2 separate regions of the Mus musculus genome follow, and region 1 is linked to region 2. Evidence: chromatin contacts called from public HiChIP or PLAC-seq data. All regions are on one chromosome and are shown on one strand. Each heading gives the region's core, a stretch centred on a gene start, on an enhancer-like site or on the middle of the called end of the contact. The rest is flanking DNA. Distances are from core to core; before and after follow the strand shown. Region 1 holds the start of Mthfr (methylenetetrahydrofolate reductase). Region 2 holds the start of Zfp984 (zinc finger protein 984).

What was found. HiChIP or PLAC-seq counts read pairs in DNA pulled down with a chosen protein or histone mark.
Region 1: an H3K27ac HiChIP or PLAC-seq map of microglia shows a contact between it and region 2, with 7 times the contacts expected there. The contact joins the promoter of Mthfr here to the promoter of Zfp984 in region 2. A contact is called at or near these places in 4 of 115 datasets of contacts at active chromatin or transcription factors (effector CD8 T cells, embryonic stem cells, memory CD8 T cells and 1 more) and 2 of 9 other capture datasets (adipose tissue and liver).

The regions. Positions count from the first base shown.
Region 1 is chr4:148,037,421-148,041,472 of GRCm38.p6, forward strand. Mthfr (methylenetetrahydrofolate reductase) reads left to right here and starts at 1,657. Exons shown (of 12, transcript NM_010840.3): 1 at 1,657-1,712. It overlaps Clcn6 (chloride channel, voltage-sensitive 6), which reads right to left and starts at 1,393. Exons shown (of 23, transcript NM_011929.3): 1 at 1,261-1,393; 2 at 494-553. The coding sequence starts at 1,347. RefSeq lists promoters at 1,107-1,745, 1,556-1,745, 1,998-3,791, 3,518-3,791.
Region 2 is chr4:147,807,282-147,811,700 of GRCm38.p6, forward strand. Zfp984 (zinc finger protein 984) reads right to left here and starts at 2,507. Exons shown (of 6, transcript NM_001127189.3): 1 at 2,387-2,507.

The sequences.
Region 1 (4,052 bases), core at 407-2,906, 230 kb after region 2:
TTAATTAAATAAATAAATCTTTTTCAAAAAATAAGAGGTTGGGATAGGATTGATGGAGCAGCCTTTGTGAGTCTCCAGAAGAGCTCTTCCCATCTCAGCCTCCCAAGTCCAGTGGCAAACTAAAAGGAACCACAACATGTGGCCCCACACTCTTCAAAGTTTCATATCTGAAACTGGAAACTATAATCCAGAATAGGGCAGAAGAGAGAGAGGCAAGGTCTCCTCACAGCTCACGAGAGAGACTGTTTTGAGCACTCACAGGGAAGAGCTTCGACCCTGGGTCCCTGGAAGGTTTAATGGCAAACACGCTCTATATCCAGGCAGAACTGGAATGCATCACCACCAGACTGTGGGACCAGGTTAAGGACTTGCTAGGCAGTCATCTCCCCCATTCCCTGAGGCAGAGGGTCAAAGAGCATCTCTGGTTGGAGGCCTGAAGCACTCAGTCCTCTCACTACACCAGTTACCCAGGACAGCATCTGGAACACCTCACCTCATAGTCTTTCCTTGGAAGAATCTCATCCTCTTCTTCCTGTGTCTCCCCAAGGATGGTCTAGAAAAACAGATTCACAGAATGGAGATCTTTTAATGGGTTAAGGGTACAAGGAGGGTAGTATTATTAAAATCGAAATTAGCTAGAGCCATCTTCAAAGAGGAACAATGTTTCAAAACCATGAGCTCTACATTTCTATTGATCGGCGAATTCTTTAAATCGTAATGCTCACCTTCAGGACACCTGAAAGATGTCTGATGGCAGCTTCGTTGGAGGAGAAAATTCGTGTTTCATTTGACAATAGACTGACTACGGAATCGGGGGGAATGAATCAATTCTGAGAACACAACTCAAGTTTTCCCAGCTTGCTTTGCACGGGGAAGCTGGATCACCAGTGACCCAGAAAGAGTGAAGGGTAGAGAATAAGAACAGGCCAGAGAAACTACACCAACGGCATGGGCGTCACGTCCCGCGCAAGGGCTCATTCTACAATGCTTGCTTCGTTCAAAACTCAAAGAGAATATGGACGGCATTAATTCAAGCTGGCCGAGGCCCTCCCTCGGAGTCCAGAGAGAGGTTATAGAACAGAACTCTGGCTGGGGCACGCGGAGGTAAGCTGGATGCTTCCCGAGCCCAGGCAGCGGTCTCCGGGCCCCACCCGCTGCCACCTGCAGGCGCGGTCCGGCGCGGCCCCACCCCCGGCAACGCCTCTTGTCATCCTGTCATCCCTCCGTAGCCACCCCTTCCCCAGCCAGGCAGCCGCTCACCAGCTCCTCGGGGGTGCGGCTCTCCCGTTCACCGCAGCAGCAACACCACCGGCAGCAGCAGCACACGGACCCCCTGCACCCCGCCATCTTCCTCCTTTGCTGCCGCTCCGGACCACCTAGGCCAACCCCCCTCCCACCCAGGATCCGCGCCTCACGTGACTGGCCCCGGGAGGGTCACGTGGCCCTCTCGAGCTCTGGGTCCGGAGACAGGGAGTGGCTGCAGACGGGTGGGGCGAGGGCTCGCGTCACATGACGCAGTACTTGGCTGGCTTCCCCTGAGACCTCTGGGCGCGGCCATGTTGGGGCGGGACTTCCGGCCGTCGTCTCGTCTCGTAGATGTGGCTTCCGCCTGCCGCTCGTCCTGTTTCCCTTAGCAACCGACAGCTCCGCCCCGCCTTCTTCGCCAGCCCTAGGGAGGTGGCACCCTCGCCGCCACCGATCTGACGCAAGAGGTAACGCAAAAGGCTTGGGACGCTGCGGATAGATTCGCAGAGTCGGGAACACACCACCGCAAGCTAGACCTGTGGGCAGGCGGTTAGGTGCTGGCCGGCCCTTTGCACGTGAAGGCTCCTTAGGGCCTATGAATACTCATGGAGGCTGTCACCCCAGCCCCACTACCTGCAGGAAGGTATCTCAAAGTTAAAGGAATCCTGGATCTGGGGCAGTGATCCAGACCCTGCAGCCTTCTGGGACCCGCATCCCCGCCACGGCCTGTGACCCATTGACCAGGTGACCCGATTACCATCCCTCAGGCCATGGTGGCTGCCTGCCATAGTGTCTGTCTGTCTAGCTCTCTCGCTCGCTCTCTGGGATTTTGTTTGGTTTGGTTTGGTTTTCGCGACAGATTCTCTGTGTAGCCCTAGCTGTTCTGAAACTCTCTGTAGATCAGGCCTCGAACTCCGAGATCCATTGCCTCCTGCGAGCTGAGATTAAATATGTGCGTTGTCATGCCTGGTTGCCATAGTCTCTTAAACCCATCTCCCTGACAGCATCTGGAAAGGAAGAGTGGACCGACCATTAGTTTCAACGCCCAGGTGTCCATAGCATCCTGCAGTTCACATGCATCTATCACAACTCTTCCGGGAGTGGTGGGCTCAGTGTTTGTCAGTCTTATTTAAATGATCAGTAGGTGGCAGCGAGGCATTTTGAGATTGGTGTGGAGGTCTTGGCAGTTTTGAGCCCAGTGAGTACTGCCTGTTTTACTACTCTGCCAGGCACTGGCGATGCCACGCCTGAGACTGGTCTTTCTGGTCCAGTCACAGGCAGGGGACTGGACAGTAGAAGGGTAAACAAATTTGTCGGTTCACAGGCTCATCCTTGTGTGATTTGGGAGCTCAACTAATAATGGATAGGGGGTGGGAACTGTTAGAAATGCTTAAACCGAGCCGGGTGTGATGGCGCACGCCTTTAATCCCAACACTCAGGAGGCAGAGGCAGGCGGATTTCTGAGTTTGAGGCCAGCCTGGTCTACAAAGTGAGTTCCAAGACATCCAGGGCTCTACAGAAAAACCCTGTCTCGAAAAACCAGAAAAAAAAACAAAAATGCTTAAACCTTGGAGCGGTTTGCTGTGCCTGAGTCAGCTCCTCCGGTTTTGTTCCAGCAGTGAAAACGAGGCATTTCCCTTGGGTGGAGGAGGAAGGCCTTTGAAGGCCTTTCTCACTCTCCATGAGAACCTGGCAGTTTTAGGTCAGAACAGAAGTGGGACAGATAGATTGGGAGTAACACTGGCACTAAGTCTGGAGTCCAGGAGGGGAAAGAGCAATGGATTTCTTCCGATTCTTGAAGCTGAGACCCAAAATGGTACACTGACTTAAGAGGTGGAAGTTTCTGGAAAGAAACAAACCTGACCTGGTTTCTCTGTTGCTCCACGTCACCACACAGATAGCCACTACTGTGCTGGCCCACTGCTGTGCAGTGGTAGTGTTTGCTTCTTTTCCAGACTAGACTGCAGTATGGCCCTGTGCCCTGTTGGAAGGGCGTATGTGGTAGACTGTGGTCACTGATCCTTTTGACTTAATTGGCGTGTTTAGGGAGAGCTGCTACCAGGGCAGGCACAGATGGAACAACCTTTGTTCAGAGTTGGACATAAATCCATCCCTACCCTCGGTGACTTCAGTCCACCTGCCTCTGCAGCCCAGCCCGTGGCAAGTTCTAGCTCACAACACAACAGTCTTTTTGAAGTAGTGTGATCTCAGGAGATCTGGCTGCTTGGCCATGCTGCAGAAAGCCTATATAACACGTTCCAGGCGAAGCCAGCCACAGTGAGCTGTTCTTTCTTTGGTGGGGGAAATCTAGTGATCCTGAATGGCTAATAGCTAATCTCTAACCCCTGCCTGCCCACTCCTCCCCTCCCCCACTCATCTTCCTCCTTTGACTTGCGCCTGAGCCTTCTCCAGCCGGGAAACCTTACTCCCGCCCCTTTGCGTGGCCCCAGCTTCAGCTCGGGGCTCTTTGTCACAGCTCCGCCCAGTTGGGCACACCCTCCAGGAAAGGTTCCTTCCCCACTCACTCTGGGTCTGAGCAGATCGGGATGAACCATCAAAAAGCCAAGGTCCTCCCAGCTGGGCACTGTTATCCATCCCTGGGGATGTGGGCCTCAGAGGCTGGCTGCGTGAGGCTTTCTGTGCCACCCTCTATCAGGTAGCTGTCGCCTACGATCCGATCTGTGAGCTGAAGGACCCAAGAGCCGCTCAGTGGGAGGTGGTCATACAAAGAGGCAGACGACAGCAGGGGCGTGGGGGGGAGGGCAAAGCTCTTGGAGCCTCTGGGTAGGAGCTGCAAGACTCTCACC
Region 2 (4,419 bases), core at 1,257-3,756:
AGAGAAGATATTATGAAAAACTCAACAGACCATGAATGTGCATTGGCTTTTCATGAAGCAAGGAGTCATTTTTCTTATGTAAGTGAGCAACCATAATCATTCCAAAGGTGCTGTCTAATTTTGTCTTAATCCATAGTAAGTTTTCCACTTATTAAAATATCTTTGGGGGCTGGTGAGATGGCTCAGTGGGTAAGAGCACCCGACTGTTCTTCCGAAGGTCCAGGGTTCAAATCCCAGCAACCACATGGTGGCTCACAACCATCCGTAACAAGATCTGACTCCCTCTTCTGGTGTGTCTGAAGATAGCTACAGTGTACTTACTATAATAAGAAATAAAGTCTTTAAAAAATAATAATAAAATAAAATCAAATATCTTTGCCTGAAATCATTCTCTCACAGCATGCTGGGCAGAACCTTGAAAGGATTCAAAGAAATTCAGGAGGAATGGCTAGCTGGGGTGCCTGTTATCAATGAAGTCATAGTTGGGTAGGTGTTTCCTTGGCTCCTGGTTATCTCTTGGCCTGCCCCTCCATCCTCCATCTCACCCTTAATCCCCCCCCCACACACACACACACACCTGATGGCTTGGTACATTTTGGAACCAACCAGATATCTCTAAATGCTTTCTCCCTCAGACTGAAATGCCAAAAACTAACCCAACCACCAGCATAAGACCCAGATATCCAGATATCTTCGTGCATTGCTGCAGGTTGCATGTCTTAGAAAAATAATAAAAGCCTCATAGGAAACTACAGTGGCCTATAAAACTGCCTGTAGCATGTGACCAAATCCATCTCTTGGTCAGGATGTATTATTTTATAAAACTTGCCCACGTGGTACAATTAGTTTTTCTCTGGCAACACTCAGGGTGCACAGACCCACTATATATCTTCTTCTCAGCTGTACCTTACTGCAATCCTGTCTTCATGTTTTATTCAAACCTAAGGTGTAATATTAATAACTAAGCCTATGAAGACTCATTTCTCAATGCTGTATTTACATCAAAGACTACATATACCTCAGTGTTAAACTAACGGGGACTATAACTTTGCTAGGTTAATATTAATATTTACAGCCAGGAGACAGTTAAAAATTGAAACATAAAAACAAAAAGTAAGCCTTTAGGGTCAGGCTTAAAAATAAGATCCTTGTGACTCAATGCCCCCAAGGTATGCTAATCATAAAGCAGATAGCAACATTCCTCCATCCACCCACTTATAAGCTGTGCTTTCAAAGAAAGTCACCTTGACCCACCCCGACAACTCCAGGAACTCACTATGCAAATGTGCTAATGTTATTGAGACTCATACACAGCTGTCTTGACTTTCCACTTTCAACTGGTATTTTTGGTATTTTCCAACAACGCCCTCCCCACCCCCTTGACTTGTGGTTCCTTCCTTTAAATACCCCCTTACCCAGCTACTCTGCATACCACAGTCCTCTAGCATTGCATGGTTTATGACTGTGGGCCTGAGAGCTCTCTTGAAATAAAAGTCCTCTTGCAATTTGCATCAAAACCGTTTCTCCAGTAATTTGGGGTGTTGCCTCTCCTGAGTCAGAACGTGGGAGAGTCCTCACCTTTTGGGTCTTTCAACAGTACTTTATAACGAATATTTTCGAATTCAATCAAATCTGCACTGATCCCCATATGACAAATACCTACAAAGCTCTCTAGGGATGCCTATCCAGTTCCCTGGAGAAAGGGAAACGAAATGGCAAATGGAGGAACAAGGGAGTTAAGAAAGCATGAATGAATTTGAATTTGAGGAGCTTTATTATGGCTTTTGCAAAGACAACCATCCCAATACACAAACTCCAGAGACGGCCAAGGATCTACGGGGTTATTTAAAAAAAAAAAAATCTGGCACCCATAAAATTAATTAAAACATCACCATGAACCCAATTCACAGGATCTCAAACTTCCTGATAATGGTAAGATACCACAACAGAATTGGGAGAGTGGCGGCAGAAAATGCACCCCTGCTCCACATGCCTGCCTTGCTCCTGCCCATTTCCCAGTCCAACAGCTCCTCTGACTTGGAAGGTGACAGGACCAGCTGCTCAATGTCCTAGGAGGCCAGCACAGCAATTGCAGCTTAAAGAAGTTTTCAGGTTCCGCAAACACTGAATTGTGAGAGGGGCGGCAGAAAATGCACCCCTGCTCCACGCCCCTGCCCAGCTCCTGCCCGTTCCCCAGTCCAACAGCTCCTCTGACTTGGAAGGTGACAGGACCAGCTGCTCAATGTCCTAGGAGGGGCAACTGCAGCTTAAGGGAGTTTTCAGGTTCCGCAAACACTGAATTGTGAGAATGGCGGCAGAAAATGCACCCCTGCTCCACACGCCTGCCCAGTTCCTGCCTGTTCCCCAGTCCAACAGCTCCTCTGACCTGGAAGGTGACAGGACCAGCTGCTCAATGTCCTAGGAGGCCAGCACAACAACTGCTGCTTAAGAAAGTTTTCAGGTTCCGCAAATACTAGGCGCTAGTCTCCCTCCATAACTTCCTGATCACGAGGCAGCTGAGATGCAAGAAGAAAGATGAAACCGCGGAACTTCCCTTCATGCTGCCTAGCCCCGCCTTCTGGACCCGCCCAATATTCAGCAGCTTCCTGCAATTCTTCTAAGCCTACCTACTTCGGGACCTTTTAATTAATTAGCTTCCCAATTCTTCACAGCAATGTTTGGTGTTTTGAATTTTTGCTTGCTTGCTTGCTTGCTCGTTCCTTTGCTTTTAATTTGTCTTTTTCTTAAACTCATCTAATCAGGCTGGAGGCCCACCCTCCCCAGCAGGAACCACTCCTCCAACTCTGTTGCAGGCTGCCTTCCACAAAACTTCCCAGGACCTACTCTACACAGCTTCCTCAAAAGGTTGCTGCCAGACTAGACCAGAACTGGATGTAGTAGGACACTGCACCTGGGTTCTGAACCCTTCAGATACAACGCATATTAACTTCTCATATTGTGAGTCTTTTCCTCTGGGCTATAAATGCACACAATTAAGCAGTCCCTTTGAATTCTGATGCTCAGAACAGATACCCAAAACAAACAATAACTTAGATAAAATGTCCTTGGCTCAAACCGCAAACCATATAGGTATCCTATAAGGAGCACAATTTATTTGATATCGAAGACAAAGAATAGAAAACCCACAATCATGATCAAGGACATTAAAGTTTGTAAACCATGTAAATCCACTCACTCAGAGAGAAACGAAATAAATCATGGGCAAGAAAATAATACCAGATTCCTGAAGGAAATGACAATATAAAATATTAAAATTGACTTCAATAAGTGCTTAGAAATGCCAAAAAAAAATCCTGAAAAGAAAATGCAGTAAGGCAAATAAAAATAATACATAGAGAACCTGTGGGAGACAGATTATCAGACTTAAAGAAAAGGTAGAGGAGGTGGATGCCTCAATCAAAGAAAATGATGAATTAAAATGATGTTAGGTCAAGGCACAATATTATTTACTTCTTGAAGGGTGAGACAATAAAGAGAAACTCCTTTGGAAAACTGTCTTGATCTTTGTCAAAAAAAAAAAAGTAAGGAAAGGAAGTAAGGAAGTAAGAAGGAAAGAAAGAAAGAAAGAAAGAAAGAAAGAAAGAAAGAAAGAAAGAAAGAAAGAAAAGAAAGAAAGAAAGGATGAAAGAAAGAAAACTTGAACAAAATTACAATACATACTGCACTGTTTGTTGATAAATGGTTTCCTGATTGTTCCCTGTAACACTCTATGACACCCATGCATATCAGTATAAGCTGGGGAAAGGAGACTCGAGATTTACCCAAGTCTCATTAGACTCTTGCTAGGAAGTCAACTCTTTTCATGATTGTAATGAGTTCCAGGATTCTCATTGACCTCTGAGGTTCAAAACCTGTTGTGATGATTATGAGAGGTTAAAATGGATTCTAGCTCAGCATGGCGGTGAGAGCTCAGAAGCACAAGCCCAGACCTGGGGTTCTGTCTTTAAATAGGGTTCTATGCCTATGGACACCTTTCAGATGGCAGGGCTACTTGTTTCCCATTGTGTTGAGTTTTAGTTTTCCCCATATTGTACTTATGCAAAAAAAAAAGTCACAAGTTAATTGATTCTTCATATGTGAGTAGATTAAACATACTGGTGATTAATAATGCATCTGAGTTAAGGAAAGAAATAAAAGCCTTTTCCTCAGAGCATTTAACTAAGTGTGAGTCCAAAGTTGAATTCTCTACTTCATTTTCCCTGTGTCTTCCACCCTCTGTGTGTCTGTTCAGTTAGTTTAAATCTGTAACTTCCTGAAGGCTGCTTGTATAGCTCTCCCTTTCTGTCTGCCTTTTGTCTCCATGTTGGTGTCTATCTGTGTAATCTGTTGTCTATTTGTATCTCTCTGACTGACCTTGAGAGAGAGCTTTGGAGTGCTTCTAGAACATCAAGGGAACCA